2 separate regions of the Danio rerio genome follow, and region 1 is linked to region 2. A link is a contact called in public Micro-C data. All regions are on one chromosome and are shown on one strand. The core of a region is the stretch at or near the end of the contact, and the rest is flanking DNA. Distances in the headings are between cores, read along the strand shown. Region 1 holds the start of zbtb20 (zinc finger and BTB domain containing 20). Region 2 overlaps zbtb20 (zinc finger and BTB domain containing 20).

The links. Hi-C and Micro-C count contacts between places; a contact is called where the count stands out from the background.
Region 1: a Micro-C map of caudal fin shows a contact between it and region 2, with 8 times the contacts expected there. The contact joins the promoter of zbtb20 here to the enhancer-like site in region 2. A contact is called at or near these places in 2 of 18 Hi-C or Micro-C datasets (caudal fin and embryo).

The regions. Positions count from the first base shown.
Region 1 is chr5:73,675,959-73,681,494 of GRCz12tu, reverse strand. It overlaps zbtb20 (zinc finger and BTB domain containing 20), which reads left to right and starts at 3,137. Exons shown (of 4, transcript NM_001080604.1): 1 at 3,137-3,355. It overlaps tex55 (testis expressed 55), which reads right to left and starts at 1,359. Exons shown (of 3, transcript XM_073951660.1): 1 at 991-1,359; 2 at 658-720. The coding sequence starts at 1,116.
Region 2 is chr5:73,632,079-73,637,630 of GRCz12tu, reverse strand. All of the region lies in intron 1 of zbtb20 (zinc finger and BTB domain containing 20), which reads left to right. Among named protein-coding and RNA genes, the nearest start is that of zbtb20, 44 kb to the left of the region's middle. Within about 2 kb of position 3,245, at least 25 of the 62 cell types and tissues checked have an H3K27ac peak or open chromatin away from gene starts, as enhancers often do. A contact at or near this core is called in caudal fin, where this site is marked.

The sequences.
Region 1 (5,536 bases), core at 1,888-4,387, 44 kb before region 2:
TTGATTTAAGGTCTCACAAGTGGCAGTTTCACATCTGTCACATCCATAACGGAGAGATGTCACAACCATTATCAAGCTTTACCCTCATAGATGCAAAATATATATATATATATATATATATATATATATATATATATATATATATATATATATATATATATATATATATATATATATATATATATATATATATAAAATCAATGTTTTTTTTTGTTCTATAGTGAGCCAACTCTTATCCTTTTGATTAGCATTATTTCTTTTGGGTAGTGCAGTTTAATTCACAGAATTTATACAAAGTATATTATATATTTTTATTTATTATATGTTATATGTATTATTATATGTATTATTATATGTATTATATTATATGTTATATGTAAACTTACATATTTTTGGTCACATCCATATTGCATCTTTATTTTCCTCATTTAAAATATGAAATATGTTTACAGATTGATATTTTTCTAATCCCATAACTCTGTGGTTGGTTATTTTGGAAAATAAAAACAGATGTTTCAATTTAATACTTTCTCTGTGTATTTATGATTTAGGTTTTTACTGATAATGTCACAACTATAATGCTGGAATTGCTCATATACTGTAGTTATAAATAGATCACTAGCATACAGTGGAAATTTGAAATACAAAACAAAATACCTGCTCTAACATGAACTGAAGAGGATCGTCTGGTCTATCAAAAACCAGTTTCTCTGTGATATCCTGAAATAGCACAAATGAGTGAAAATATAATTCAGTTTTGTACTTTTAAAATGACATTTGTAGTCAATCACCTCCTTTCTTACATTTATAATTTTAATGCGTGAACACGTTTATTAAAATAAAGTGAAACACTTCAATAGTTTAACGCAGCTACATTTTTAGGAACTTCTATTAGTGCTCCTTCGCCATTTTGTGCAAAGCAGTTCTTCACTGTCTACCATTTTCTTCGTAAGAAAATATATGAGTAGCAGCAGCTTTGTTCTTTCTCACCTGAAATATTTGAAGGATATTATGAGTCTCCATATAGTCAACAGAGCGTTCATAAGGGTCCGTAGTACGAACGGTGTCCGCACTTTCGGTGATAAGCACTTTTTCTGATGTATCAAAGTCTGCCATCTCACAAAGTTTACGCTAAAGTCTTCTTTAGCATACGATATACTCAAAAAGTAAGTTGCGAAGTGTGCTTCCGCGAAGCATTATTGCTAATGTACTCAAACAGTTCGCTCTCTAATATCAAGTAGAAATACCTCTGTTTTAAAATAAAGACTAAAGTTTGTGTTTAGTCCGTTTAACGTTAGTACACAACCGGGACCGAGTATATCGAATGTATCTACAGCAGGGGATTGTTTTTGAAATGTCACCCTGTAACCCTTAGCAACTGTATACAAAAGGCTTGGATGATGTCATTGGGCATAGTTTCCCGGGACAGCGCCTTTGATAAAGATTCGTGGGGGGTCTAGAAAACGGTTATTCGGAGAGAACAAAACTACAGTCATGCGGACGAAATGTCATTTCTGCTGTTAATGCCAGTTTTATGCGCTATTTTTGGAGAAAGTACCTCAGAAGACTTCGGGCTAACGTTTACAATGCGCCTGACAAAGAGAAGGAGGGGCCAAACTGCTGTTTCTAGGTTGCAAGTCGTCCTCAGCTGACACCTCGGCCTACAATGGGTGCATTTTATGTAGGGCAGACGGTGTGCGTGTCCCCCGGTGAACCTCTCGGTGAAACGCTGCTGTTCATGTTTACAACCGAAAGGGGGACCTCCATATCAAGAAAAGCGCGCAAGCGGACCGGAAACCTCATACTAAGCGGGATGATATTATGGAGGAGAGGGATTGTTACATGTGACGAAATATTTACGTGTGCCAAGGTCGAACCGCTCCTTTATCATAGTAATATACAGAACAGATACCCACGAATTGGCTTGTTCTATGTAAACATGTCTCTTTGATATTTGCCATCAAAGGTTCCTGCCGGGACGTCGTAAATTATAATTATAACGCTGCCAGACATCGTCATATTCGAGATATATGTAAATTACTCTGTTCATTCATATCTCTGAGACACGTTTGCACGATTACTAGTTCATTTTCAAATTGTAGTGTGTGTGTGTATGAATATATATATATATATATATATATATATATATATATATATATATATATATATATATATATATATATATATATATATATATAAACGCCTGAAAAAAAATCACTTGGGCTTGAAGGTTGATTATTCCTCGTCTAGACTACAGACGAGCGCGCGCGCACACACACACCTGTCATTGTCTAGACTGGGGGGAGTCGGGAGGAGGGGGCACTGCTCAGTGTAGCTGGGGACTCGTGAACCACTATTGCATTATTTTGAGTCCGTCACAACGGCTCTGTGAACGTATTGGTGAACAAAAAACTTCGGTGTCACTTTACACGATCTGATTGGCCAGCAGTGCCGTCAGCAACTCTCCTTACGTTTCCTTGAGGTCAGCTAGGGACGTTAAAAAATAAATAAATGAGAAAATAGAAATGCGTAGAAAGTAAAAGCCAACGGGCGGCGAGCAATCTAGCTTGTTGGTCCCCAAATCTGACGGGCAGCGTCATCATCCAATGTGGGCGCGGATATAATTTGGAGAAATTTATTGACATCCTCCCTAACCAATCTAAAGTAGGCTATCTATAAATGATCAACATGCGGGATTCTCGGATGACTGGCCTTTTGGTCGTGGATGGGACATGGATTTCCCGGAGTTTAATTCGCGCTTGTTTGACCAAATAACGTTTAATTCGTGCTAATGTATGCACTTGACCACGCTCAGGAATCAAGGGGGTGAAAGCAGAAACTCCTCCAAAGGGGGACCTTCGACACACTCAGCGGTGCACTTGTACAGTTAGGAAACTGAGGATGCGTAGTGTCCATGCTGGTTCAAGCACAACAATCGCGACAAGGCAAGAATAGTTTCACTTTCAGAGCCACAATGGAGCCAGTTTCAGCGTTCCTCGCCGCGCGGAAGGGAGGGCGTGCGGCTCACCGATTGGGGTAAAGTCATGTTGAACGATTTATATCACAACCTACGTGCTTCAAGAAAGTCCATTCTGTTCCAATCGCCAGCAGAAAGGCGTGGCTGCCCAAAATCTTCGACGAATAGTGAAAAAATGGGAGGGCACGAGCGAGCTGCGTGATGTCCTCTCCGAAGGTAGGCTGCAGCGTGTGTTTATTGATGAGATGAAAGAAGATGGAAGTGAGAAATGAAACAAAGTAAGGGACAATATTAATAAACTCAGTCCTTGCCTGGGGAAAACCGGGGAAGCTGTGAAGCGCTGTAGCCACTGGAGAAGAAAGACCCTTAAAGCAGCAGGTAAGAAATAGGGAGAGGGAAGGGAGGGGGAGGGTACTTATACTATTTATGTTAGGCTATTTATAAGAGTAATAGCAGTCATTCCCTTGATATGAGCCGGGAAAAACTTAAGCTCGAGCTTAAAGTAATAGCTCAGTCGCAAGACTTTACTCATTGTTCAGCAGTGTTTTATAAGTGAACCAGCTTTAAAGAGGAAAAAGCAAACTTGCTAGTGAAATTACATTTACTTGCGAAAGAATCCCCAGGATCTCCATTCTGAAGTTTTCCCTGAACATCTAGTGCTTGTCTAAATTGTGAAACACAGCAAAACAATTATCTAAATGCTTGTTTGGAGTGACGTCTCAGGTGGAATGACCATGTAATTCCTCGCTCGGTCACTCATTTTATACTAGTTCAAGCTGTTGTCGGGATGTGAAGACTTTGTATGTACTTCTTATGGGTTGTGTTCGTTTGCAGTGCGTTTTAATATTTACGCCAAGTTAACCGTAACAACACTGAACCATGACACGAAAAGCAGAGCCGCTAGGGACTTCCCTACATACGACCAAAATATTTGATAGAATAACACCGCTTTGAACGTGTGTTAAGTGTCAAGTATCTCCAATGGGCTCCAGAATGCGAAGTATTTTGTTTAACTCGAGATACAAGTGATGATTTAAACATTTCCGCCGCTTATCCGGAATCCCAGTATTTTCCGGGCTATTGCTAATATTTTATTGACCCCTGTAGATTTGCGCGCTAGCCTCTGGACTCGGGCTATCTCAGACATAAGCAGAATTGTTATGAATGTTGCTGTTTTTCAGTGGATGTATTAAAAGCCAGCTTGAATTGTAGTTATACTAAAGCTGCGGAGTTTTGTAGGGAGTGTATCTGGCGCTTTACCATGTCCGTTATTTGGCATTATTAAATTAGGATACGCAGGCTTGCTAAGTGACCGAATTTTTTAGTGCTCGCTCCGACTATGCGAAGAAAGCGAAATTTAGTTTCAGTCACAAAACATAAATGCCCATCTGTTCTGGATTCTAATGCTTGTACTTACTGAATGACCTCTTTTTGACTCCGTGTTGTGAAGTGCCAGCTTGTTGCCTATAACGCACGCGTTTGGAGGCTACGCAAACAATAAATCTCTCGGCCATTTTAACACCAAAAAACTTCATATGGCAAAACACATTGGAGCTCGTCTTCAGTTTTTTTGGAGGCAACGGGGCCTTTTAGCGGCCGTCCGATCACAGCTCTCATTGTATTGTTATCTCTGTGTGGTAGGAGACGGCGGGTATGGAGCCATGGCATTGGCCCGTAGTGGAAAAAGCAGCCCAGACACATTTTTCATTAATTTATCATATGCCCTCTGTTTCCCGACGCAGTATTATAAAATGTCTGTCTTATATAAGCTGTTTATTTATAGCAAATGACATGAAAAGCTTGTCATTTAATGTGGGGAGATTCTATCCGATGTTGGCTACTTTGATTATTTGAGTGTTTTCGTGTGAACTGAATTGAGGGAAAGCTTGCTTTTAACGGGATAAACACATTTTAACAGTCTCATTTTTATTTAACAAAGTGTGAGTTTGTTCGCACTCAGTTTTTATTTTTTTTTTAATAATTTACGCACCGACAGTCTTACATTTTTGGCAGTGCGGCCTTGGAAGTTTGACCCTTTTACTTATTTATGTATATATATAACAACGCACCTTGGCTATATAACAGTCGAATAAGATTTAATTTAACGTTAATGATTTTTTAAAGTTTAGACATATTGATTAAAAGCAAAGTATTTTATTGAATATAAATACATTATACAGTAGGGTTTAGGAGAAATCATGACCTCTGGTCTATTAACCCCGTTTTGCTTTGCGGTACATTAATATATTTTGAATTATAATTATGAGTGCCTGTCAAACACTTTTTATGTCTTGTTTCAATCATTCTACGTTTCACATATAACCTAAATATGTATGTCTTTACATCTTATGTGGCTATGAGAGGATAATGCATACATTAAGTAAAGCCTAAGTATTTTATCTTATTATTAATCGTTGGAAATGTTTGAGGAATACTTAGTTGTTCTTTGTGCTTGTAATATTATTGCAAATATATATCTGAAACTGTATCTTTTGGCACTTTATTTATTTAATTATTTTTTGCTCTGGTACCGACCTTCTTTTCATATAGCCTAACTCT
Region 2 (5,552 bases), core at 1,996-4,495:
ACACACACATTCACACACTCATACACTACGGACAATTTAGCATACCCGATTCACCTGTACTGCATGTCTTTGGACTGTGGGGGAAACACGTGAAGGCAGGGAGAACATGAAAACTCACAGAAACGCCAACTGAGCCAAGGTTCGAACCAGCAACGTTCTTGCTGTGAGGCGACAGCACTACCTACTGCGCCACTACCTCGCCGCTCTACAAACAAATGTTTGCATTACTTAACAGACCAAGTAGAATAATATAATAAGAAAATATCAGTTTGCAACATCAAGCAGCGGAACAAGCAGTTTGTAACGTCTAAAAATGAATGGAAGTGAATGAGACCAGAAGTCTCGAGCCAAAAAGATTCAAATGGCAGCGCCCGCTCATCGGCAAAGAATAGGGTGAATAGGCAATGAACATTTTTCACCCTTATTTTCGTTGATGAAATGAACACTGCATGAATCCCAGTAAGAGTTTTGAACTCTAAATGGTAGAATTTATTTTACCATCAAAATAAACTGACCAGTACTGAGGCTCAAACCAGCGACCTTCTTGCTGTGAGGTGACAGCACTACCTGCTGTGCCACTGCGTCGCCCATTATTATTATTATTATTATTATTGTTGTTATTTTTATTACCTCCAGAACTGGTGGTTCCTCCGTTGTGGTGACCCCAATTAATAAAGGGACTAGGCTGAAAAGAAAATTGTTTTGAATTTTGTTTCTTTTTCTGAACGCTACCTTGATGTACAAGTAGGTAAAACTAGCTCATTTAGAGGTGGGAACCGGCGGACGTGAAAAAACTTTAATCATGAGGTAAACACAAAACAAAAGATTCCACCTGGAGTTTCTTCTCACGACTTTACACTTGTAAACGATTGCTCCATCAGGCTCACGGCTCTCACACACTTCCATTACCAAGTTGACCAATCACAGAGCTTGGGCTACGCATCGTTGCAATGTGTACTTACATTTTTTGGGAGGTGCACATCGCCGTCAGCCACATTGAGGGCTATGCAATCGTGCGCTTGACGCAGAAGCAAACATCAGCCTTTAGCTAATATGCAGATTTACATTAGACAAATATAATTTTTTTTAATTTTTGTTATTGTTGTTTGTTTATTTATTGTTCTGTCATTTATTTTCAGTGTAAAATTATCAGTTGTGTTTAAATTCCTAAACTTTTCACTTATTTTTAAATCCAAAGAGTGAAATGGACTATTGTTTGTTTATTATTATTATTATTATTATTATTATTATTATTATTATTATTTTGTGCTATATTATTTGTTTACTGAGCAAAATAAAAATGGAAGTAGTCTTCTTGTGATTTTCTAAGCTAGTCGTGTTTTGAAATGAATGAATGCATAAAAATCATGATAACCGTGAAACCGTGATTATTCCTCAGATAGGGCTGGGCGATTTGGCCTAAAATACAAATCTGGATTAACTGAACATTTTAACTCGATTCTGATTAATGAACAATTATTTTATTAATTTCTTTAATTTTTTCCCCTCATAGTTCACTGACAGGTTTAATACAGTGAGAGATTTCTGAATGTAGGGTGGATTACTTGATTTTAAAATGGAAACACACTATGTCTACTATCTATGATTATTTATTAAACAACTGAAATTATAACACAGATTGCCTAAAACAGACTTCACTTTTTATAAAAAATTGAAAATAAATAATAACTGGCTTTCATTCTGCTTTGGCGACCCCTGATTAATAAAGGGACTAAGCTGAAAAGAAAATGAATAAATTAATAAATATATAACCAGCACTTTTGTAAAAAAAAATTAAATTATTTAAAAAAAATGTTCATATTAAAAGTAAAAAATAAGCAATATCTCTTCTAAATAAAATAACTCCTGCAAATCCTGTAAATAATAATTTAATCAGTGCATTTCTTGCATCTTCTGTAAATAATATTTTAATGTAAATAATAATTTAATGTAATTGAAAATATTCTCAGCTTCCAATCATCGTCAATGTAGAGCAAAATAACACAATAGTAACAAACAGAGCAGAGTCACGTGATTCCACAAGCAGTAAGGTACTGTAAGCAATTAAAAAGAATTTACCTGAAAAATGTTGATCGATTATAAGTTCTGAATGTCGATTACTTTTCGATTAATCACCCAGCCCTATCCTCAGACTATAATCATACAAGCAAAATCTATAATCGTTGCATCCTTAGTCAATACAAATAAGGGGAGAAACATACAGTTAAAGTCAGAATTATTTGCCCCCCTTAGATTTTTTTTTTCTTTTTTAAATATTTCCCAACTCATGTTTAACAGAGCAAGGAAATTTTCACAGTATGTCTGATAATATTTTTTCTTCTGGATGAAGTCTTATTTGTTTTATTTCGACTAGAATAAAAGCAGTTTTTAATTTTTTATGAGCTATTTTAAGGTTAATATTATTAGCCCCTTTAAGCTATATTTTTATTCGATAGTCTATAGAACAAACTATTTTTTACAATAACTTTCCTAATTACCCTAACCTGCCTAATTAACCTAGTTAAGCCTTTAAATGTCACTTTAAGGTGTATAGAAGCGTCTTGAAAAATATCTAGTCAAATATTATTTACTGTCATCATGGCAAAGATAAAATAAATCAGTTATTAGAAATGAATTATTAAAGCTATTATGTTTAGAAATGTGTTGAATAAATCTGCTCTCCGTTAAACAGAAATTGGGGGAAAAATAAACAAGAGGGCTAATAATTCTGACTTCAACTGTACATTTTGGAGTATCCAAAGGTTGCACGTCTGCACTAAGGACATTTTGTGATTTCGACCTTGCCTAAAACCTACAAGCGAGAGAAAGTATGTCACACACAGTATAGTGATTCACCGCATCTGAATAATAACTCCCGTCCATAACTGACGCCAAAACCCAGACAAGACAGATACTGTCAGCTTCGATTCTTGCCTGTCTCTTGTCATTCACTATTTTTTTTTTTATATATAGGCCTCTGACACACGTGTGATGCAGATTATTACCACCTATGAACAAGAGACACGGAGACATCAAAAAAGCAGTGGGTATTTAAAAAAAGAAAAGCAGGTCAGCGTACCATTCAGCTGCATTAATATATTTATGTGGGTTTTATACAAATATAGTTTGGTCGCGTTCTAAATAAATCCCCAGCACCACCTCTCTCGCGCTCTTATTGTTTCTGCTGTGTGCCATTAAAGACCAGGCTCAGAGGCAAAGGACAATGTGTGAATGCCGAGCATTGTAAGTCACATTTGCATATTTGAGATTTATATTATTCAGATGCTTGACATCCTTTCCCAGAAACACCCCACACCTCCCTCCTTCGCTCTGCCCGACTCCCCACCCTCACCTTTTTCTTGCCTTGCCTCTCTCCGTCTTTGTTTTCCCCCCATCCCACCCCCCCAGTCCTGATAAAAATGATTTCCAGTCACCGCACGGCATGCTTTATGAGATGGCCGCCTCATTAAAAAGCGTCTCTGATTAACCTGAATATCGCCTGCTTTTCTCACTTTTTTTTTTTCCTCGCTGTCCGTCATAGCGGTATTATTCTTTTCTTTTTAGTGGTCTTTGTCCGTCTGAGCGTCTGCTGACCTCTAGGGACGTATTGACAGTTATTGAGTGACTGACAGAACACACACACACACACACACACACAGGAAAACGTTTGGTTTTTTTTCAGTCGTAATAAAACTGAGAGATTCCCTTCTAAGATTAGAGATTTTTTGGGAGAGGGAAAACAAGGGCGGTGAAGAAGAAAAAAAAGGGGGGGGGGTGCTTATGTGGATTTTTTTTTCCGGAAAAAGGGGGTGGGGAGGGATCTAATTAATTTTGAAGGATCATCGGCCCCTTTCGTCCAAGGCAGAGAAAGAGGCAGGGCGGGAGACGGAGGGGTGAGCGAGTGGGTGGAGCGAGTCTGAACCAGGCAGAATGAGTGAGACAGGCGGAGGCAAGGGGAGGGGAGGGGGGACAGACAGACCCCTGGACTGATTAGGATTCTGGGCAGGTAGCAGGCGGCTGCTGTGCACCCACTGTGGGCCAGGCAGAGAGGAGGGGAACGGCTGCCCACCCGCCTGTGAGTGTGTGTGTGTGTGTGTGTGGGGTGATCTTTGGGAGCAATTCCTGACGTTCGGGATCCTCGCACTTTTGTTACCTAATTTCACCACTGATCACTAGCAAGGCTTGGGATATTTTCGGGGAGAAACTCTGGGTCTGTGAAATTGTGCCCCTGCACAGTATGGTGGGTTCTAAAAGGCCCAATCGTTTTATATTACAAAAAAAAATTCATTTTTGTTTTGTTTTTATTTATTTCAGTTCATGACTAATTTGTGGAGATTTTAGCTTTGTGATGTGTTAGGAAACTGCGTGCTTAAAGGGATCGTTCACCCAAAAATGACATTTCTGTCATCATTTACTGACCTTTGACTTTTTTCGTTCTGTTCTGCACAAAAGAAGAAATTTTGAAGAATGGTGGAAACCGGTAACCATTGACTTCCATATTATTGGACTTTCCTGCCATGGATGTAGATGGTTACCAGTTTCCTACATTTTTCAAAATATCTTATTTTGTGCGATCTGCACAGGATAGCACATCATGGGGTTCTGAAAGGCTCGTTCATTTTACATTGCAAACTAAGAAGAAATTTTGAAGAATGCTGGAAACCGGTAACCATTGACTTTTGTTTTACCTACTGTGGATGCCAATACTTCTGTCCATGCTTAATTTTCAGAGATTTCAGCTTTGTGATTACCTAGTAAACTGCGTATTTAAAGGGATAATTCACCCAAAAATAACATTTCTGACATTATTTAAACACCTTTGACTTTTTTCGTTCTGTTCAACACACAAGAAGATATTTTGAAGAATGGTGGAAACCGGTAACCATTGACTTACATTGCATTTTTTTACCTTCTATGGATGCCAATATTTCTGTCCATGATTATTTTGGGTAGATTTTAGGCTTTCTAATTTCCTAGGAAACTGTGTGCTTAAAGGGATCCTTCACCCAAAAATAACATTTCTGTCATCATTTACTGACCTTTGACTTTTTTCGTTCTGTTCTGCACAAAAGAAGATATTTTGAAGAATGCTGGAAACCGGTAACCATTGACTTCCATATTATTGGACTTTCCTGCCATGGATGTAGTTGGTTACCAGTTTCCTACATTTTTCAAAATATCTTATTTTGTGCGATCTGCACAGGATAGCACATCATGGGGTTCTGAAAGGCTCGTTCATTTTACATTGCAAACTAAGAAGAAATTTTGAAGAATGCTGGAAACCGGTTACCATTGACTTTTATTGCATTTGTTTTACCTACTGTGGATGCCAATACTTCTGTCCATGCTTAATTTTCAGAGATTTTAGCTTTGTGATTACCTAGTAAACTGCGTATTTAAAGGGATAATTCACCCAAAAATAACATTTCTGGCATTATTTAAACACCTTTGACTTTTTTCGTTCTGTTCAACACACAAGAAGATATTTTGAAGAATGCTGGAAACCGGTAACCATTGACTTCCATATTATTTGACTTTCCTGCAATGGTTGT